Linked DNA regions of Triticum aestivum: region 2 is linked to region 1. A link is a contact called in public Hi-C data. All regions are on one chromosome and are shown on one strand. The core of a region is the stretch at or near the end of the contact, and the rest is flanking DNA. Distances in the headings are between cores, read along the strand shown.

Region 1 (5,480 bases), core at 584-3,083:
CCTAACCTTCAAACTGGTGGTTTTCTGCAATTTACTCTAAAAATATTACCATCCCCATCCCCGTCGGGTTTTTATCCCCGTGGGGAAACCCATACGCGCAATCAGCAACAACCTTCTATAGCATTTCAGTAGGTTTTCTTAGGGTTTTTTGTCCAAAGGTGGGATGAGTGAAAATTTGGTTGGGTAAGGATGTGAATTACATGGGTTTTTACTAATTTTAGAGCCCATATGCAAGGCCTTCATGTAAGGAGGGTAACTGGCATGGGTAATACTATCCCATCTCCATCCCTGTCTTGCACGCTGGGTAGGGTATTTTACCCACCAGCTTCCCCATGGACATTAAAGTTAGCATGGGTAATACTATTCCATCTCCGGCGCTGTGCACGACCAGCTCCACCGCTGGCCCACCAGGCGAGGGTTCCGCGCGGCGATGGGCGCCTCCTCCGGCACCTCCTCCTTGACGTCGACGTCCATCTCCGGGATGGCCACGTCTCCGGTCACAGACAGGGCCAGATCGGTTTCCAGGCCATACCATTGTCGCTCGTCGTGCGTGTTCATGGAGTCCTCCATGACATGCCTCATGAGCGCAGGCCTCCTCCTCCTTGGTCATGGGCAGCGGCGGTGGCGGGGACGGGGACGGGGACGGAGAAGGCGTCGGCGTGATGCCGCGCACATGCCTACGTCCCCTGTTTAGGGAGGGCTATCATCAGCACGAGGAGGACGTAGGTGGCGCGGGTTAGGAGGACGAGTAGCAAAAAAAGATTGCCGCCTCTGGTCGTGCTCGTCGCGGAGCAACGTATCCCATAGCGGCGAATCTATGGCATACTTGGAGCCCACCAGTAGATCCGGTGGGAGGCGCCGGCGCCGTCGGTTGATCTCCTCGCGGCGGGCGCGGCCACTCGCGGGCACTGGAGGGATCGGCATGCGGTCGGTGGAGAGATGCCAGTTATTTGGCAGGTGGACATCTCCCCAGGGCATCGGTGTCGCCTCTCCCGGTAGCGACGACATACATCCACAGGGATGTATGGCCTGTCGCGATGCCCGGCCGTTGGCGGCGCCATCTGAAAAGCTGGCGGAGAAGGCGAAGGAGAAGTCGGTGCGGATCTGCTGGAGCGGCGTCGGCCCGAGGAGGAGCCGGCCTTGTGGCCATGCTTCCCCTTGATCCAATGCCAACCCATGGCGCCGACGGCAAGGTGGGCGAGCAGGACGGGGAGGTGGCTAGGGTTTGCTCGTGTCGGCAATGGAGGAGGCAGGCCGGCTTGGAAGTGGAAGCTGTAGACTGGCCGGTCCACGGCTTCCACATTAAGAAGGACGGTGACCCCACGCCTATGTCATTGACAGTCGAGCCCCGCCGTGCGTGCGCATTCAATTTGACGGTGGAGGTAGGTGGACGGCCGCCACGCGTCCCATGGCGGACGAGGAGCTACCGCGTGCCCGTCCGTTCAGCGCCTGTCTGGACGCAAACCGGGCGTAAGTTTGCACCGGAAATGGGATGGGCCGAACGCAAAACGGATAAAATTTGATGATGCGGCCGCACGTTCGACCGCGTCATCTGTCTGTTTTGATCCAAGCGGACGGGGGAGTTGGGCTAACTTCATAGGTGAGCGAGCATGACCCAATTGCAATCTATATTTTATTTGTAGGGTGTTTTATGCTATTTTGCAGGACCGCTGACGATTTTTATGTGATTTGTTATGTCCGATGTCTTGCGGTATTGTAAATCCGGTTTAGTAGGAAACTGTGTAATATTTCTGCGGGACGAGTTTTTTGGACCTGCTAGCTCAGGGAGTGGTGAGAAGTGCTGACTTGGCGGGGTCAAGACGCAGTCGACAGTGCGCGACGGACGGGGACACTCCTGCCAAACGGGCGAACGGGTGTGGTGTGGATAAAGAGATAGAAGTGGCAGCTGCAGCGGCAGAGCCATCTCCTCCCCCATCTCCGTCCGCCCCCCAGCGCAGCGCAGCCGCCGTAGAGCCGCCACAATGCCGGTCTCCTCCGTGGCCTCGCCCCTCCTGCTCTCGCTCTCCGCCTCTTCCTCCTCCTTCCTCTCCTCGCCCTCCTCGGTCTCCTTCCTCCCCTCCCCCTCCTCGTCCTCCTTCCCGCACGCCTCCGTCAGGGGGAGGCCGTCCGCCTCCATCCTCCGCGCGCTGCGGGCCGAGGCCACCACCCTCCCGGTCATCAACTTCACCGGGGAGAAGGTCGGGGAGGTCGCCCTGGACATCAAGGCCGCGCCGCCCTCCACCGCGCGCGCTGTCGTGCACCGCGCCCTCATCACCGACCGCCAGAACGCGCGCCGGGGCACGGCCTCCACCCTTACCCGCGGGGAGGTTCGGGGCGGCGGGAGGAAGCCCTACGGCCAGAAGAAGACCGGGAAGGCGCGGCGCGGGTCGGTCCGTACGCCGCTCCGCCCCGGCGGTGGAGTCATCTTCGGCCCCAAGCCCCGGGACTGGACCATCAAGATCAACCGCAAGGAGAAGCGCCTCGCTATCTCCACCGCGCTCGCCAGCGCCGCCGTCGCCAACGACTCCTTCGTCGTGCAGGAGTTCGACGAGGAGTTCGCGACGGGGCCCCGGACCAGGGACTTCGTGGCCGCGCTTCAGCGGTGGGGGCTCGACCCCAGGGAGAAGGCCATGTTCTTCTCCACGGAGCTTGATAATAATGTGCGGCTGAGCGGCAGGAACATTGGCACCCTCAAGATGCTAACTCCCAGGACGCTCAACCTGTACGACATCCTCGACGCCCGCAAGCATTTCTTCACCCCGGCCGCCATTGATTACCTCAACTCGAGGTACGGTACCACCGGTTTTGATGAATATGAGGGCGATGATGGCGAGGACGACGGTGAAGAGGAAGGGGTGGAGGAGCAAGAGGAGGGAGAAGAAATCACAGAGGAAGCTGCCCAAGGTACATACAGCTATCCATGAACATTTTGCACTGCTGATTGCAACTTGCTGTTTGATTATTTCTATGCTAGATATGTGGGAAGAGCTAGTAATTCGAAGCTGAAATCCTTTATGTACTACTCCCTCAGTCCCACAATGTGAGAAGTTTTTTGACACTGAGGGAGTAGTACATGTTTAAACAAGCAGTGGGGTGAACACGTAGGAATAATTAGGTTGTTAGGACACTGATGTTACAAACCCTCAACATTACCACGGTCGAGGCTTTGACATTATCTAGTGACATGAATTGAGTTGCCTGTGATTGCCGTAAACAGTTAGTGCAGCATATTGCATAAAGGGTTATGGAAAAAAGATGAATGAAATTTGTCAGTTTATATAGTTGATCCACTGCAATGCCAAGATAGATTGTCCCCTCCAGTTAATCAATAGCTTGCAGCGACACTTACTGATAGCATTAAAGGGAAAGTAAAATCCTACATGTTTCCAATCAAGGCACCTTTGATGTTAAAAGTCCTAGCTTAAGTCGGGGCACACCAATCAAGACAGCAAGACAAAGAAATGTTAACACCATTTTATTTGTTAAGGGTGGATAAAGGCTTTGTGGGTTTAGGATTCTATGTTTTTGACTGCTGTAGAATTCTTTGCACCATTTAAGAAAGTCTATCATGCTTGAGCCTCTTATTAATCTGCACTACACTGTCTACACTGTGTGGCAAGTGTAGAGTGAGTTTTTTTTTTAATTCAAAAATCTCAGGGAGTTAGGATATAATTGAAGATTTATTTTAGAAGCATGCTTACAGATCCACCTATGCTGATAAAGTCTATCTAGCTCTTGTATGGATTGCGTACAACGATATGCTAATCCTGTACTTCTGTAGTTGGAGCAATTTAATCTCTTAGATCGAAGGGGGGAAGCTAATTTGTAAATATAAAATGACCTCACGTGATGGAATTTAATCTTTTATACCAAAGATAGATTTAAATTTCAAGCATTGAACCGACAAATAAAAGGGATGAAACCATGGTATCCATAAATCCATGGAACTAGAACTCTAGGAATCCTGATGCGTTCCTTATAGTGGCACAATCTGGTGTGCCACCTGCCCACCACTAATCAGCTGTTCACCTGAAACTTTGTTAGTTATTGGTGCTCTCACCATTTACTTCAAAGTTATTGTATTAGAAATTGAAAACACATAGATGGATGTCTCAGTTGAAGGCTTGAACCTTGTTTGAGAAGATGAGAGTAGTCCGCACCCAGCAGGCAGTGGCAAGTGAACGCATGGTCTCTAAGCATAATAGCATGATCATGTTAACTAGTTTCATTTTTCCCTACAAGTGGTCGTACGTCTGCCATAGTTCCTCTGTCAAAATGAGAGGCAGCACGTCTGCCATAGTTCCTCGAAGTAGAAAACAACTACTCCCTCTGTAAAGAAATATAAGAGTGTTTAGATCACTACTTTAGTGATCTAAATGCGCTTATCACTACTTTACAGAGGGAGTACTTAGAATCACTTTAATGAAGCAGCTCATAGTGAGTATGCTGGGTTTAGTTAAAATAAGAGCTAAACCTGTTTAGAACAAATGTTCCTCTCAAACCCATTCCTCTGCACATAACTAAGCAGTAGTTACAGTGGACAAGTATTTATTCTCTGGTACAGTATTTTGTCACTCTTTAATGCCTGCTCTATTAGTACTTGCTAATTTTTTTTTGAAGAAGTCCATTTTGTACAATTTTCAGATGAGACTGGAGAGGCTGAGGCAGACAGCACTTCCTAGGTAATTATAATGGTGTTTCTTGTTTGTTAGTTTCGGAATTGCCTCTCCAATGAAGAAGCCTTTTTAGTTTTCTTTTATTGTAATTTGATTATGTATGTTACACATCGATGCAGTATATTAGATTTTCAGTTCTTCTTATATATATTTCAGATACACTAAGTTTTTCAATCACCACATATTTATTTGCAAATCTGGTAGTGTTTCACATCCTCGTTTCTAAGAACTGATGTTAAATTGCTAGAATACACACTGTTATGACCAGAATTTGGTTGGGGTGTGCATGGGCCTGGTTTTATAAGTCTCAGGCTGACTCGCTGCATTTTGCACTATTAGAACAAAACCAGGCCAAGAGCATTCTGGGCTGGGCCTAGCTCAACCTGGACATGAATGAAATTAGCATCTAGCTGCTGGTCTTGAAACTCTAGTTCCAGACCAGCCATAAACTTCAGATCATTTTCTAGGATCTATTTTGGATCCACATAAGGACCCTAGTGGGCCGTAGTCCAACTAACTGTGTGCTCTGTAACAAAGGATGTGATGTATTGACCAAAATGACACCAAGATTTATATTTCATGCTTGGGTTGTTGCCTTGTTGGACACATGGGCTAAGCAGAAGAAAATTCCTAGGCCATCACTTTAAGTTCACAGAAGGGTTTTCCCTTTTGACCTGTAATAACTTTTCTGAACCTTATCCTGACATAGCACTGGCCAAAGCTGAGCCTTATACTTTTAAAAAGGTGGCGGTCTTCTGTTAAATTTCCCTTTTACTTGCATTTTGTTGGACCTTACTTGTAGTT
Region 2 (5,096 bases), core at 58-2,557, 520 kb before region 1:
AATCATGGTAAGCCCAGATTAAATAAGGTGGCGTCAGAGCGAAGAGACCGACTATGCAGTGCATGATAAGATCATGCTACCTGTATATATGTTGATGAGTGAAAGTGCCAATCAGTTACCTCTCCGAGGATTAAGTTATTGTAATATTTTTTTCATACTGATTATTACTCCCTCCGTCCCGTAATGTAAGACGTTTTTTGACACTACACTAGTGTCAAAAAACGTCCTACATTATGGGACGGAGGGAGTAGATGATAAGAAATGAAAGCCAATCAGGCAGCAGCATAAATGCTTGTTATTGCCGTGTGATCTTGGCCTCTTGCACTCACATGGCCGCAAGCGTGCACAGCTTGCTTTCCCAAATTCATGTCAACGTCAATTTGAAACGTCATTGTGAAACTTGACAAAGACCAAAATATTTGTTTTTATCCCTATCAGCTACCAATTCATGATTCACGCGCACAACTGGCAAAGCCTTCATTGTATTCGGTGGACAGGGGGCTGCAAAACGGGTGAACCACACCCACCCATAAACGTATCGACAAAACTAATGACGAACAGTGCCCACTGAATGGACCAACAGTTGACAGAGGGACCTCAATTGCTGTCTATTTCTACGGACCGAGAAGGAACATCTTTACATACTTCAATATATGCCCTGATCTTTCACCACTGCGTAAGTTGTGACAAGTTGGAAACAATCACACAAAAAACATGCCCACCCAGGGCACAACGCTCCGCGACTACAACAATCTGTAGCTTCACGCCGAGTAATTTCAGTACTTAGTTCGCAGATGTGGGTGCTGACTGACTGCCGATGTCCTTTGATGGGAACAATCAGGCTAACAAGAAAGCACGAGAGATAGAATCTAATTTGTTGGACTCAATTACTAAACTTAGGATTACACAAAGTTCTAAGTGCAGCTACGAGAACCATGACAAGAACATAGTAGCGCGACTAAGCAAGAGAGGAGAAGGGTCACCTGCATAAGGTTGTTGAGGGCGTGGAGGAGGCAGAACTGCATCCTTTGCCTCTCGTGGTACACCTTGCTGCCGCTGCTGCTTCCCGCCGGGGCCGGCCCTTCCTCGTCTGGCTTTGCTTCCGATCTGGCTCCCGACTCCATGCTGCCGCGATTGATACCGGGGCAGCGGGGGATTGGCCGGATGGCGGCGGATTCCTTCCCTTATCTCACGGCCGCACCAAACAGACGCACGGCTTCTGCGCCGCCGCCACGACTGATGCCTGCCTTTCGTCGTGGACGCAACAATAAACAACCGAACAGAAAGGTTTTTTTTTTTGACGGGGAACAGAAAGGGGATTAGCACCGCCCGACCGGCCCGAGTTGATTTTCGGTCATGTGGGCTGTTTCGGCTTTCCGGGGATTCTTTAGGTTAAATTAAAAGAGGTCATTGTCTTTCTCGCGAACACGCAAAGCTTGCGTATCATTTCATTGATAGAAAAAAGAGAATTGAGTACAGAGGAGGGTTACAAAACATGACATGGACGCGAGAAGGCATGAGCATGGAACCCAGAGCAGAGAGACAATGGATGCTCAACCCGAATAGGAAAAAGACACAACTAAACCCACCAAGCGTAGAACTAGTGAGGCAAGCCAGACTAGCAAGACGTCAAACATCTTCAAATCCAACACCGGGGACGCCGTGAGTTAGCAAGATAGCGCCTTCAAGAAGGGGAACGACATCGTTACGCCGCTGCTATCCGATCCAGAGAATCGGATCTAGGGTTTCCCCCGATACTCGAAGAGGGGCACAGATAAAGACCATGGCAACGCCTTCAGGAAGGGAAACGACACCCACAAGTGCCGCCGCTACCAGCATCGGCAAGCCGAGCAAGGATTTCGCCTGGCCTTAGTTCGAGCAATCCCATTGCCGCCAGATGAGGATCCGAAGATGAAGAAGTCAGCACGCCAGACGACCGCCGCCAAAGAAGGGGGCAAGGTGGGGCTGCACCTGCCACCGTCAAAAAACGCGAGCTTTGGAGTCGTCATGGCGTGTGGGGTGGACGGGGTCGGGAAGGCAACGGGCAAAGAGCTGATGCGGATGGATGGTGGTGGCCGACGCCGCTAGCAAGCCAGGAACCGGAAGGAGACGCAGATCCTGACTGCGAGAGACGTGACCGCCAGAACACCGACAAGCCAAAGTAGCTGGAAGGGACGCAACTACCGGAGCGTCAAGGCCGAAAATCCACACCGGCATAGCACCGACAGGCCATGAACACTGGAGAACGCAGGTTCGTGGCCGCCGGGATTGGAGTGATGTCGACGGGGATCCACCGCAAAGCTTTGACCGACTGCCAAGCATGTGCAGAGGCCACCATGACCAAACATGTGCAGAGGCCACCACCGCCGCTCGGAGGAGGCGCCGTCGGAGACGAAGGGTGGTCAGCGTCTGAGCAGGACCAGACCCCGGCCAGGCCAGCCACGGGCGTGGCCGCGCTGCCGCATCAGACGGGCAGACGAACCGGAGCAGTTGGTGGAGGTGCGCGACCATGGAGCGCCAGATCAGGTCCGAGGGGGGGGGTGGCGCTCCGACATGAGGGGAGGGGGTTCGGGGGCGGGGCGAGACCTCACAGGCACCAGCTCCGGGCGCGGCGACGCCTCGCCGGCCGGCCCACTGGTAGCGGCGCCGGAGGGGGCGTTGGTGGAGAAGCCCCCGGCCGGATCGAGGGTTGGCGGGGATCTGGCAGGGGAAGGAGGACGAGGCCGCCCCGCCGTCACCATCCTCGGGCGTGGCACGGCTTCGCCGGCCGGCCCTCCGGCAATGGCGTAGCAGGGCACGGTGGTGGAGGTGGCCTTCGAGCGGCGGCGAGGTCTTTCCCCCGTGTCGCCAGACGCGGGCGACGCGGGGGACGCTTCTTCCGTTTCAAAAAGAGGTCATTGTCTCAATAAAAAATTAAAAGAGGTCAAAATGCCCTACAAACGACAAAACATCCTAAAAAACCAAAACAGTCCCAAACAATGCTAAAAGGGCCGTGAGCCAAGTGTCGTGCCGGTCGGGACCGTGAACAAGAGGGTTGTGTCGGGCTAGCCTTAAGGCTTGGCTTTGGGGACCGGCCTTGTTCCATGGCGGGCCCAAGGCCGACCTGACCTTTTTATTCACGTGTTGTGTTGGGCTTGTGCTGGGCTAAAAATCATAGCCCGCGGTCCAGCCTTAAAAGCACAAACTACATGGCTAGGTTTGCACTGCCTTATTACTCTTCTCTTTTTACAATCACATACCACAAACAAATTATTTGTATTTACCAAAATATACATGTAACTGGTTCTACAACTCTATACTGTTACCAAAATAATTTTCAGTCACAAGTACATTTGATTCCAATGTACATTAGATTCTTACTAACAAACGTGTGGGTCTTGGGATCAATAGTTTTTCGAGCGGTGTAGGTTCTTCTCTAGGACGATCCTTGTGATGTCGTCAACCACTTCATCTCCTTAAGGAATCCTAGCATGCAACCTTTTTATGGAAGAGAGGCTAAATGAATGCCAATCAGGAGCATGTGCTATCCCCAAATCTCCAGACGTAACACTAGGCATCAGATCTGGGTTTGGACTTGGTGCATTGGGGGTATTCCACCTCTTTGTCCATCAAGCATCACCATGGGAAGGTTGATGGACCATCAAAAGTTATTGAGTTCGAGTCACGGGCTGGATAGCCTTGGGGTACACGTCCAAGGCCTTCATCATGGGTGTCTGTGTGATAATTCCCGGTGTAATGGCTAGTGTCATGTGCTTCGAGAGAGGGAGCGATCCGTCCGTCAAGTATCATGCCTTTTCCCTAGAGACTTTAGATTTATTAAACTAAGTATGGACCTAGCAAGGGATGTCCGCAAGTTCTTAGCATTTCAATCGTTCTTTTGTAGGAGTGTAAGTGATAGAAACATAAAACTACTACGGGGAAAAGTTGTTGTCAATTTTTAGGAAATATCCAGGGCAAAGTGTTTTACTTGCAACCTCGTATGTGTTTGTTGGATCGGCGATGCTATGCACATGCCAATCCAGCGCATGACGCATGGACGATTCTACATGGCAGCGCTACAGCCAGCATGCACGCAAGAGGCAGTTGAGGACCTTGTTCACCTAAAGTCCAAGCCCACAACTCCTGGAAAAAGTAGTAGTGCTTGAATGTCTTGTGTATATAGTATTTTACAATTCATACTGTAAGTCAACTGCTCAAACTAAGTACCTGAAACTCATTTGGAAAGAACAAAAAACTTCCAGCCTCATATCCTTCATAGTGAGCATTTTCCTGAAGAAAAAACCTTCGCATAAAGGGAAATATGTTGATAGTACTATAATAACAGTAGCTAGATGAAATATTTCCTCTGTTTGTTGTGAACTCTGGATATTAGTGTCCTGCCCATTTTTCAATTTACTGATGTGTTTTTGCTACAAGGTAGTTCTTACACTTTAGCAAGTTACAATAGGAAGAAAGCAAATAACTATAAATTTCTATACCTTTCCCTGCTTTTGAGTTGGCACTTTGGTTCTAATTTTTGGCACATGTGGCTTCTTTGCTCTCAATTTTTTGATCACTTGATCAACTTTAGACATCCTTCTCTTTGAAGGAGGACGGCGTACACTGCGAACAAGGATTGGCCTGAATACAAGTTTTTATTTATTTAACATTGTATCTTCTTGCTTTTAAGTTGGACCATCTTCCTGAACATCTTGGCTAGCACAATATGCCTCGATCTTCCTTTCTAACTCATCAAGGCCATCCATAACCAAGTCGCACATTGCATTGAGTCTTTCCTTGTCTACTACAAGCGAGAGTAAAATAAATAACCACGTTATCTTCTCTGTGTATAGTCATCCTTCTCATCACACCAAAGCCCTTCTTTTTGGCATAACCTTTGTAGAACCTGATAGCATCATCCTCACTATCAAACACCATCCCCTTCCTGGGTTCCACTGTCACGATCGGCTCTACGTGTCATTCATATGAAGAATCCCTAATCTCCTCGACGATGAAAGCATCTTGATCATCTTCGTTAAGTAATGGTCTATTCCGTTATTCTACTTCATCCAAAGTTAAACCTGGCTTGATTGAGTACCTAAAATTGCCAACAAGAG

What was found. A called contact is a pair of places that touch in the nucleus more often than the background predicts.
Region 2: a Hi-C map of leaf shows a contact between it and region 1, with 6 times the contacts expected there. The contact joins the promoter of LOC123092664 here to the promoter of LOC123092659 in region 1. A contact is called at or near these places in 2 of 5 Hi-C or Micro-C datasets (both in leaf).

The regions. Positions count from the first base shown.
Region 1 is chr4B:451,888,811-451,894,290 of IWGSC CS RefSeq v2.1, reverse strand. LOC123092659 (50S ribosomal protein L4, chloroplastic) reads left to right here and starts at 1,833. Exons shown (of 2, transcript XM_044514477.1): 1 at 1,833-2,904; 2 at 4,621-4,820. The coding sequence starts at 1,983. The coding sequence ends at 4,682.
Region 2 is chr4B:452,407,910-452,413,005 of IWGSC CS RefSeq v2.1, reverse strand. It overlaps LOC123092664 (josephin-like protein), which reads right to left and starts at 1,307. Exons shown (of 2, transcript XM_044514481.1): 1 at 984-1,307. The coding sequence starts at 1,124.